Regions from separate parts of the Sus scrofa genome. Here region 1 is linked to region 2. The links are chromatin contacts, called in public HiChIP or PLAC-seq maps. All regions are on one chromosome and are shown on one strand. The core of a region is the stretch at or near the end of the contact, and the rest is flanking DNA. Distances in the headings are between cores, read along the strand shown. Region 1 overlaps ANO6 (anoctamin-6). Region 2 holds the start of ANO6 (anoctamin-6).

Region 1 (5,272 bases), core at 2,626-5,125, 120 kb after region 2:
AGGGCGTTGGAAAATATTGGTGCATTGAGTTAAGTGGCTCTTACAAATGCTGACCCATTTCATTGCACAATAGGAAAAAAGATGTTTGTTAACACACCTTCAATCTCATCAGAAAAGACATTGAATATTGGGAAGCTGTCACGTTCCCACCGGCAAATGCAAGGTGTCTTAAATTCTAATATGTACTTGCTTGAAAGCTCGAATTTTATCATGAACGGTAAATATTGTCAGTTGTTTTCCTTGAAATGACAGTCTCACTTTGTTCATTTTCAGGAAAATAGCTGCCAAATACTCAAGCCTGTGTAACTGAATTTTGTGTCAGCTGCCTGTCAAATAAAAGCGGTGTCTGTGGAAAAAATTGCATAGCACTTTTCCTCAAGACCACCGTCGTACTTGGCTGTGCAGCACAGGTGCTTTAATGGGTACTTCATTTCTGTACACAGATATTAAAACGCCCTGTCCTCAAGGGTCAAGTTTCATAAAGTTCGGAGTTGTCACGGCTTCATCAAGAACATTCTGAAGTGAAGTGACTTCTTTTTTTTCCGTGAGTGGGTGGTGGTGAAGAACACACTGATGACTCAAACATTTGGGTGCCACGGCTGCATTGTGCTAAGAGGTCGGCAGTGCAAAGGCACGACGCACTTTCACTTGCACACCCGTCATTGCCGATGTGAACACAGGGAGAAAAACGAATCACATCTTAGTATTGTTGTAAGAATGCGTGTGCCCTCATGACATGCCCCCCTCCCCAAAGGGTCTCAGGAATTTCCAGAGGTCCACAGAGCACACATCCATTAGCCTGGGCAGGAGTACAGTGAGGAGAAAGAAACAGGAACCCAAGTTATTGGGAAAACCGCTCCAGAGAAGAAGTGAGCTAGAGCTTAGTGGAGAATTAAGGTATGGATGGGTGGGAAGGGATTTCAGGAGGGGAAATGCTGTGAGCCAGGGAGAAGCAGCGAGCAGCGTGATACAGTCAGAACACTGATGAGAAGATGGTTGGGTTGGAGGGTGAGGAATGGGGAGGGACAGTAAATACAATGTGAACTCGGCATACCCCTCTGAAAAGTGGACACTTTCTCCAGGGGACACTGAGAGTGGTAACGGGTGGGTTTTGAATCCTGTGACTGGAACATGCTGGTTTAGGAACAGCCAACATCCATGTGGTGGCAGTGTGTCAACTGAACTGGCAAATGGAACAAGTGGATGCCAGGTCCCGAATTGGGTTGTTAATTGTAATCTAGTTAGTGAAGGTCGAGAGCACAGACTCAGGTGATGACACAGATGAAACAGTGAAAAGCAGACTAATTGCTTCAAAGGTAGAAGTGATTTGAGAAGTAAAGGAAGACAGAAAAGTCAAAGGTTACCAGTATATTGTATTCTATAACTCTGTTTCCTTGCCAAGGACATTGTCTGGTAGGAAGATGGATAAAAACTGGGTGTTTCTGTATAAGAGCTCACATGAAACTTTTTTCTCCCTGAAACATCAGAATGCTTCCTTTTTTTCTGATAACAGGGACTATATCTTGGAACATATTTCCTTTTTTGCCCCGCTGCTAGGAGGCCTTGTGCCAAGGTCATGTCAAAATCACAATTACAATTGTCTCAGTGGTTAGTATATTTCTTCCTTCTACTTTCTCTGGCCCTGACTCTGTATCTCTATTTATTTATTTTTTATTATCAAAGTGTAGTTGATATGCAATATTACATAAGTTACAGGTAATGTTACACCATAATAAGTTATAGTGCAACATAGTAATCCACAGTTTTTAAAGGTTATACTCCATTTATATTTATTATAAAATATTGGCTATATTCCCTATATTGTACAATATATCCTTGTAGCTTATTTATTTATTCAATTTATTTATGGCCACGCCTATGGCATGTGGAAGTTTCCAGGCCAGGGATCAAACCAGAGCCACAGCAGTGACAATACGGAATCCTTAACCACTAGGTCGCCAGGGAACTCCTATTTGTTTAATACGTAAGAGTTCATACCTCTTAATCCCCTACCCCTATTTTACCCCCTTCCTTCTCCCCACTAGTAACCCCTAGTTTGTAACCACTAATTTGTTCTCTTTATCTCTGAGTCTGTTTCTTTTTTTTTATTGTATTCACTAGTTTATTTTTAAATTCCACATATAAGCGATATTTCACATATAAGCTATTTTGTCTTTCTCTGACTTATGTCACTTAGCATGATACCCTCCAAGTCAACCCATGTTGCAAATGGCAACATTTAATTCTTTTTTCATTTCCATCTCTATTTATAATTCATTAATTATTTTCATTCTCTTTGGTGCCAGATATCATAAGACCTCTTTTGACAGAGACTGGGGGAAGCAGAATAATGTAGTAAGCTTTGCCACACTTTGTTTCTGGGATGGGACCTTTTGTTTTAGTCACAGTTTACTCAAAACCTGAAGAAAGCTGAAAAGCCTCTGAGATCCAAAACCTTTCAAAGAAACTCAACAAATCCAGTTACTCTGGTTGCCCAAATCAAAGCAGATATAAGCGGTAATAAAAGCGTAGTGGAACACCTATTACAAACAGGTGAATTGATAGCAAAAGAAATGATTCCTCAAATCGGAGTGATGGCAGAGAGAGAAAGCAAGATGCAGGTGAAATTTCCTTGGGATTATAAAGTAGGCAAATGCACTAAATGCAGCTCGTTACAATAAAGAACTATTTCATGTTAAAATAGAAAACATCCAAAGCTCACATTTTATTGCACTTTTCCTGTGTCCCAGTCTCTGTGCTGTTGCTTTACACACATCACCGTAGTTAATCATCACAATAACCCTGCATTTCTTGCTGCGATTTCCTCCTTTTTACAGATGAATAGACTTAAAGAGAGAAAATATATACACAAAGGCACACAACCAATTATATGTGGCAGAGTTGTGATTTGAACCCAGCTCTACCAGATATGAAAGCGCGTGCTCTTTATTCTTATTTTGGGCTCCCTTCATTTTTCCCTCCTTAATAATAATAACAATAGTAGTAGTAACAGTAATAATAGTAATAAGAGTTAATGTTCAATATCTTCTAAGAAATTAAAAAATAGGAGTTCCTGTCATGGTTCAGTGGAAACGAATCTGACTAGCTTTCATGAGGACACAGGTTCCATCCCTGGCTCACTCCGTGGGTTAAGGATCCAGTGATGCTGTGAGCTGTGGTGTAGGTCGCAGACACAGCTCGGATCCTATGTTGCTGTGGCTCTGGTGTAGGCCATTGGCTACAGCTCTGATTCGACCCCTCGCCTGGGAACCTCCATATGCCATGGGTTCGGCCCAAAAAAAAAAGACCAAAAAAAAAAAAATCAAAAACTATTGTTTACTATATTTGAGAAAATTTTAAGCACAAAATGGTTGAAGTAACCTTTTTAAAACTGGCATAAAGTTCATCTGAAAACTCATTTCCTCAGAGTACTTTATTTCTTGCAATTTCCCGATAATTGATGGGAGGAGGATTTTGTAAAGTGTTATTTATTATCTGTAGTCAGTTTAAAACAACTTTGTGTCATCGTTTTAAATGAGTCATTTTTATTTTTTGTTTTTTTTTTTTAATTTTGTTTTGGAAACATCTGCGCATTCTTTTGATACCAAAAAGAACCGCCATTTTGTAAACTCCTTGAGTAGAGAGGAAAAGTAATATCTTTAGAGAGCATTAACCAACTGATAGGAGTTGTCACAATCCTTTGCTTTGCTGGGCACTAGATGCTCTGATTTGTTTTTCTACCTCTTGGCTCTGAATGAGGTTGCAAACATCAATTCCCAGAGAAGTGGTCTGAGAAGATTGTGGCCAAGGCACACATGGGACATGAGAGTCCAGAGGAGACACAGTTGATGACGAGACGATTGTGCTGCAACCCTGAGCAGCTGGAAATAACTCAGGGCATTTCTTAGACTGGAAATGGAAACCTCCTGGGAAAGATGAAGAGCTCTCTGAGAATAATGGATTGTAGCTTTGAGGGAATCTGCAGAAGAAGAATCACACAGGAACCTGGAAAAGAGCTGAACACATGTTGCCATAGTTTCTCTCTCAGTTAAACCTCTGTATCTTGTTCAGCTCACCGAGCTGAATAGCAGTAGCTTCAGACTCCCTTTTCTGTTTATTCTCAGATTATAATCACATGTTTTGAGATTAGCTCTTTATTCAAAAGCCTAAAATCTCAGGGACTGGTAACCCGGCTCCCACACACCTCACGGGATAGAGAAAAGGAGGCAGTTCATAGCTATGGATTTGGTGAATGGGAACTACCCAGTAAAATGTTTGAGTCTAACCAGTTAATTTCCAAGAACTGAAAATAGATATGCTATTGAAATAAGATTAATGAACAGGAACAAAAGGTTAAGTGGAGGGAAACCTATGGTTATGAAGTCAAGCTAAAATTATTATTCCTTAAGAGTAAGGATCTTAAAATTTTAGAGAGAATACTGTGAAAGTCCATTAAGTCATGAAGGATTTGGTTGGAGGAATATTATTTTGGTTCTGACTGATTCCAGAGTATGAGATTGGGAGCTCTTTCTTAAAGATCAAAAAGTGTCCTTTAGGACAACAGTTTTGCCTGCATGGAAAACCTACTGCATGTTCTTCCTCTGGAGATGGTCACACTGAAAATGCTAATAGCTTTTAAAAAGTTTAAGGTAATGGATTGATGTTGACTCCATATTAGATAAAAGCAAAGCAAGACACTTTAGGGATATGGAGATCCTAAGAGGTCAGCCTCCAAGAGGTTACTCATTCTCTCATGAATGTCCTCTCACAACCACTGGTCTTGTTTTATCACATCCATCACTTTGTCATTCCTGACTTTAATTGGAAATATCTTACAGCTTAATCTCACCCACACTTCTTTCACCAGTGTTAACCACTGCCAGATGAGAGCAGTGCAAATAGATGCCGCCCTCTTCTAGAAAAGGAAAAGTAAGAAAACAACCACTTTCTATACTTGTTTCTCTTCTTTTCTGCAGATGACTTCTTTTATTAGAGTGTAGATTTACAGTGTTGTGTCAAGTTCTGCTATACAGCACAGGGACCTAGTCATACATACAGTAAGAATCCATGGTTGTTTATCCATTCCAAGTGTAATAGTTGGCATCTACCAACCCCAAACTCCCAGTCCATCCCACTTCCCCTCCACCCCACCCCAGCAACCACAAGTCTGCTCTCCCTGTCCATGATCTTTCCGTTTGTAGATAGGATCATTTGTACCATATTTTAGATTCCAAATATAACTGATATCATATAGTATTTGTCTCTTTTCTGA
Region 2 (5,726 bases), core at 629-3,128:
AATATATTAAAGTTAGAAGACTGAATGAGTTAAGCAGGGAAAGATAAGAAGAAAAGAGGCCCAAGGATGGAAGCCAGAGAAGCACCAATTTAAGGGTCGGGCAGAGAAGTCAGGCGGTTCTGTGTCCAGACAAGTGTTCTAATTAATCAGAAGACCAATGAGGGAGAAAATATTTGGCCCATGATCCCCGACTTGGAAAAGCTTTGCAAACCCTCTAACCTGGGCACAGATTGTTAGGCACATTTTATTTCATAAACTATTCATGATATAGATGATCATTTTTCTTTTTTTTCTTTTTTTGCCTTTCTGTCTTTTGGGGGCCACACCTGTGGCATATGGAGGGTCCCAGGCTAGGGGTCTAATCGGAGCTGTAGCTGCCAGCCTACGCCAGAGTCACAGCAACTTGGGATCCGAGTCATGTCTGCGACCCACACCACAGCTCATGGCAACGCCAGATCCTTAACCCACTGAGCAAGGTCAGGGATCGAACCTGCAACCTCATGGAGGACAGTCAGGTTTGTTAACTGTGGCTGAGCCATGACAGGAACTCTAGACAATAATTTTTCAGAGTCAAGGGTGTGGTTCTTACCTAGGCCTATTACATTGATTATTTTTGAAGCATGTCTTAGGTGGAAAAAAAATAATCCATTACAGGAAATAAAATGGATTAAATGAAAGAATGGGATTTACTAATAATAGACTTACAGCTAACTAAAGTAAATAATTCATTTCTCTTCTAGCAACAGTCACCTGTACATATAAGGCCAGCAGTGTCTCTCTGCAACATTTATCAAGCAAGAAAAATGTAAACTCTAAAATCTGTGAAGAACTTCAAATGACTCATTGAAACCTGTTGCAAATGCAAACACAAGAATTTTCTAACTAATTTATCTTGAGCAAAGTCTTAGGCCCTAAGAACCAGGCAATTTGGTGAGAGGACTATGGCAGGAAGTTGATAAGAATTTAAGAGCTTAGAATTGATGGGGTGCAAAGTGATTTTTTAAAAACAGATTTAGAAATGTCTCTAGAAGAGGTTTAGAAAGTGGCTAGGAACACAGATTCTAGAATAAGCTGCTTGGGTTTGAATCCCAACTCTGCCACTTACTGTGTGTGTGTGATTTGGGGCAAGTTATTCAGTCACCCTGTGTCTGAGTAAATGTGTGGTAACAACTCCTAGGGTCATTGTGAGAATTAAATGACCACATGTAAAACATTTAGAATTGTGCCTAACACATAAAAATTACCATATGCATTTGTCAAATGAAAATCATGAAAACTAATCATGTAACCAACATTCCTCTGGAATTTGTTTTAGTAGGCTCCATAAGCATTGGGGACAGAATTAAAAAAAAATCTTTTCCACTTCTCAACTTTTTCTTTACCTTCCCATCTTTTATTTTTCCCCTCTTCTCTTCAGAGTACTGTATTGACTTTTCTTTATATTAAAAATAATTTTTTTCAAAAGGTTCTTTAAGAAGTAATTACAGTGTTTCCTGGATATTTTCTTTTTTGTGGGTTTTTTTTCATTTTTTTATGCATTAATTAATTTGTGCAGGAGGGCTTCAGTTAATCACTAATTTAATAATTCTGGATATTTTCTTAATTTGCTGTTTTATAATGCATATTCATAGCTGTTTTCCCACTGCCACTCACAGGTGGGCTCAATGTTTCATATGAAAATGTTTTCACATGGGGAGTTCCTGTTGTGACACATCAGAAACAAATTCAGTTAGTTTCCGTGAGGATGCAGGTTAGATCCCTGGCCTTGCTCAATGGGTTAAGGATCCCGCTTGCTGTGGCTGTTTCATTTCATATGAAATTTCATATGAAAACATCAGAAATAAGTATATAGGAGAATAAGATGCACAGTAGATTTAGTGTTAGCTCAATGTTTATTCTAATTATCATGATAATGCTGGTACTTAAATGGGAAAAAGTTTCAATAAGTGTTAGGGGGACAATGAATACAACAAGGATTTGGTTACACCTTCCAGCCCTTTCGAGAAGTCAAAAATCGTCCCACCTGAATTCACCAGCTGCTTGGAAGAAAATTCTGCAGATGCACAAACCCAGGAATCTGCAGTTCAAACTACCCCATGTGTCTTAAAAGCAGAAATCCCTTTGTATTTGTCATGTTGAGCCCTTTGGTCTTCACGAAAGCATTCTTACGCTCTCTGCCTCAACGTTATTTCAGCACCTTATTTCTTCTGCTTATAATAGTTTTCCACACTGCTTTAGAGTTTACACCGAACCATCGGGGAGGTCCTCACTTCCTTTGCCTTTATGTGACGCCAAGGTTCAAGCTTTCAAAGTCCCAATACGCTGCATGCTGGGTGATCATCTTCCGACCACTCCCTGTGCGCTCCAGCGTGCGGGGGTAGGGGGCGCTTCTCCCTCCTCCTAACCTCACTTTAGGCGGAAATCCTCTTGCCTTTTGTAAACAAGCATTTTTAGATCTCGCTCTTTGGGTCATTTTTCTTCCGTTGTTTATTATCTACGAGTTTGGCCTCTTTTCCCTGTAATCTCCCTCTCCCCATTCCCCTCCGGAAGGCACATCCCCCCACCTAGAGTCAGAGTAATTGATACTTTAAGATCCTCTACTAGCTTCACGTTCCCTTTAAACACATCCAAACGTGCTCGCCTTCAGGGTGCTTTCCTTGAGCTGCAGCTGCGTCTTTCCCCTCTTAGATAGATGTCAAAGCAAACAAGCCCCAGGACGTGCCCATATATGACCTTGGAACAGAAAGCTGCCTCGTTTGGGGCAACCGAGAACCCTGTCCACTCCCACCCTCGCGTGCTCTCGCCACCCCCTTCGGCTAGTTCACTCGCGTGCACAACGCGGACGCCAGCTACTCCCTCCCTTCTCCTGACTTCCTTCTAAGAGCCTCGTAAACCTGGGAAGTTCAATCATTCCGCAGCAAACCTCGGTGCTCACTGGGCATGCTCAGTGGCCGGCCCGGCTCGGTGGCCAGAGGTTGCCTTGGGCGCAGGGCTCGGGTCGGCTGCCTCCTGGTCTCGGCTTCCCGGAGCGCGGGCTGAGCACCGAGGCTCCTGAGTCCGAAACGAGACTCGCCCCGCCGTCCTCGCCCGGGCGCCAGCCCCGCCAGAGCGCCGTCGTTCGGGACCCCGGGAACCCCCAACTTCGCGCCAAGTTCCGAGCCTCCTTCGGGGAGAGGCATGCAAATGATGACCAGGGACGTTCTACTTGAAAGGGAGCTGGAGGACGACGACGACGAGGATGGGGATATCGGTGAGCTAGGGGTCCTTAGGGTGGGCCAACTTGGGGCCCTGCGTCCGCACCCGAAAGCGCGAGCCGACGCGGGAGGAAGTCGGGACCGCGCGTGGGCGCCGCACCCTTGGCGGTGGAGGTTGGCGGGAACCCTCGGCCGCTCGGGGGAGCTGGCTCGGGAGCACCGGGAGGTGGAAGCCCGCGCGCCGCACTCCCGGGGCCGCAATGCGGCCGCCGCGCTCCGCGGGTCGGCTGCTTCCCTGCTCAGCTCGCGGCGGGCAGGCAGCCCCCGGGAAAGCAGAGGAGGGGCGGGGCACGCGCGGGTCCGCGGGTCACTTTAGAGAAACCCTGCGAGGGTCGCGGTCCCTGAACAGTCGCGGGAGACAGGGAGACGCCCCCCGCGCGCGCGGAAGTCTTGACTGAGAACAACAACTTTTGGGTCATTTCCTCCGGCTCGAACCGGCGCTGGGGATTCCGAAGAGCTGGCGCGGGCGGCGAGCCGTGGGCGGTGTTGGGATGGGCGCCCGGGTTGGGAGAGCCGGGGTGTGACCCGCCAGAATCCTCCGAAGGTGGCAGCGGACGCGGGACTTTGGGTCAGAGGGTTGGGGCTGGGAGGGGCGGCCGAGAACTGATTTGTGGCCGGGATCCTTTTTTCGTCAGCTGCGCCGGCCCGCGGGGGAAGTGATGGGAGGAGGAAGCCCTTGGGCAGGGTGGATCGCTGGGCTTTTCCTACAGTCCAGAGGACCAGGGGCCTAGGGGCAAGCCTGGGGCGCCCCATTTCTAGTTTAAAATTGCTCACAAGTAGTGGAAGGGAAAGAGGGAGAGCCCTTTAAGAGTCAACAAACAAAAGGGGTGGGAGGAGGCGAGGAAGATGCGAGCAATCGAAGGAGAGGAGGAGAAAGTCAGGTCCCTAAAGAGAACACTGTCAGGGAATGATGACTTAATGAGTCCCTCCAGAAGACTGGCAATTAAATTACCAGGCAGTCTCCGACTCAGTTTCCTGGACGCCGAATTAGTTTAAATAACATAACAGTTCCTTCTCATGTACTAATGCTCTTCTCTAATATATGCTTTACTAATACGTTCTAATATATTCTCTAATGACTTTAAAAGTAACTTAATTTTAGGAGTTAGATGTGATTTTTCGTTCACATTTTAGATACCACTCATTTATTTTTCAGTTTTTTCCAGCTCTAAAGAGATATATAATTGACATATAACAAGGTGTAAGTTTAAGGTGTACAACGTGTTGATTTGACACATTTATATGTTGCAAAATGATTACCTCCATGGAGTTAGCTAACAACCTCCATCATGTGGCTTAATTTCTTTTTTTGTGGTGAGGACACTTAAGAGTTTCTCTTCTAGCGACTTTAAAGTATATGATACAATGTTATTAACTTCAATCACTTTCTGTATGTTAGATCTCCAGAACTTACTCATCTTATAACTAGAAGTGTACCCTTTGGACCAATATCTCCTCACCCCACGCCTTCTCCTGTTTTTGTGAGCTCACCTTTTTTATATTTCACTTGTAAGTGATAGCACAGAAGTGTTTGCCTTTCTCTGTCTTTTTTTTTTTTACTTATCATAATGCTCTCAAGTTTCACCCCTTTTGTTGCAAGCAGCAGAATTTCCTTCTTTCTCATGGCTGAATAATACTCCTGTGTGTGTAACTACTTCATCTCTGTCCATTCATGTGTACACAGACGATGCCTTTTTGTATCTTGGCTATTGGAGGCACTGCTCATTTAAATCCAAAAACGAATGGAAGGAATTACATATACTCCATGGTTCAGCTTTACCTTTCATTCACTTGAGAAAAATTTATTAGGTATCCATCCTTATGGAGGGAACAAGTAGTAGTATTTTTTTTTTTTTTATAGGAGAGAAGACTGAAACTCACATGTTGATCTGCTTAGCCTCTTACACAGCTAATTAAGATTCAGACCCAGGTTTTCTGACTTGCAAGCCTTGTGCAGATTGATTCCCTTTCCACCTGGTCACTCCAGCTGTCAGATAATATATAATGCTACTATTTAGCAGCATGTAATAGTAAATCATGATTACATAAAAATAGAGATCATGGGAACAAACTTTTAAAAGTTAGAATAGAATGAGCACAATCTGTTTCATAGGAAGACACTCTGGTCTATTATGGTGTGGTATCACCACTGAGAGTTGTAAATAAATACAGGTAAAAACCCAAATGGAAACTGAAGCAAGCAAGAGACTCTGAGCTTTGTTCCACTGGACCATCATTAGATCTCAATTTAGACAGAAAACTAACTTGGTCTAGTCTGTATTTACCTGATGGTTGTATCAAATCAAGCAGTATAGTTATATTTAAAAAAGTAAACCTCTCTACTCCTTGATCCTGCTCTCCATCGTCTACTGACATTAATACTTTAGTGGGTATAGGGGTCAAGTCAGCCTCTTTTTATGTCATCAACAAATATCATCAGGTCTCAGCAGTTTGGGGTTGTTATTTAAATTT

The links. HiChIP or PLAC-seq counts read pairs in DNA pulled down with a chosen protein or histone mark.
Region 1: a contact with region 2 is called in an H3K27ac HiChIP or PLAC-seq map of skeletal muscle. The contact joins the enhancer-like site here to the promoter of ANO6 in region 2. A contact is called at or near these places in 1 of 5 promoter capture datasets (liver), 6 of 47 Hi-C or Micro-C datasets (heart right ventricle, liver, mesenteric adipose tissue and 3 more) and 2 of 2 datasets of contacts at active chromatin or transcription factors (alveolar macrophages and skeletal muscle).

What each region holds. Positions count from the first base shown.
Region 1 is chr5:76,227,821-76,233,092 of Sscrofa11.1, forward strand. The region is part of intron 3 of ANO6 (anoctamin-6); the gene reads left to right. Among named protein-coding and RNA genes, the nearest start is that of ANO6, 120 kb to the left of the region's middle. Within about 2 kb of position 3,876, at least 5 of the 83 cell types and tissues checked have an H3K27ac peak or open chromatin away from gene starts, as enhancers often do. A contact at or near this core is called in skeletal muscle, where this site is marked.
Region 2 is chr5:76,110,550-76,116,275 of Sscrofa11.1, forward strand. It overlaps ANO6 (anoctamin-6), which reads left to right and starts at 1,879. Exons shown (of 22, transcript XM_005655713.3): 1 at 1,879-3,250. The coding sequence starts at 3,178. It overlaps LOC110260769 (a long non-coding RNA gene), which reads left to right and starts at 3,257. Exons shown (of 2, transcript XR_002344171.1): 1 at 3,257-5,726.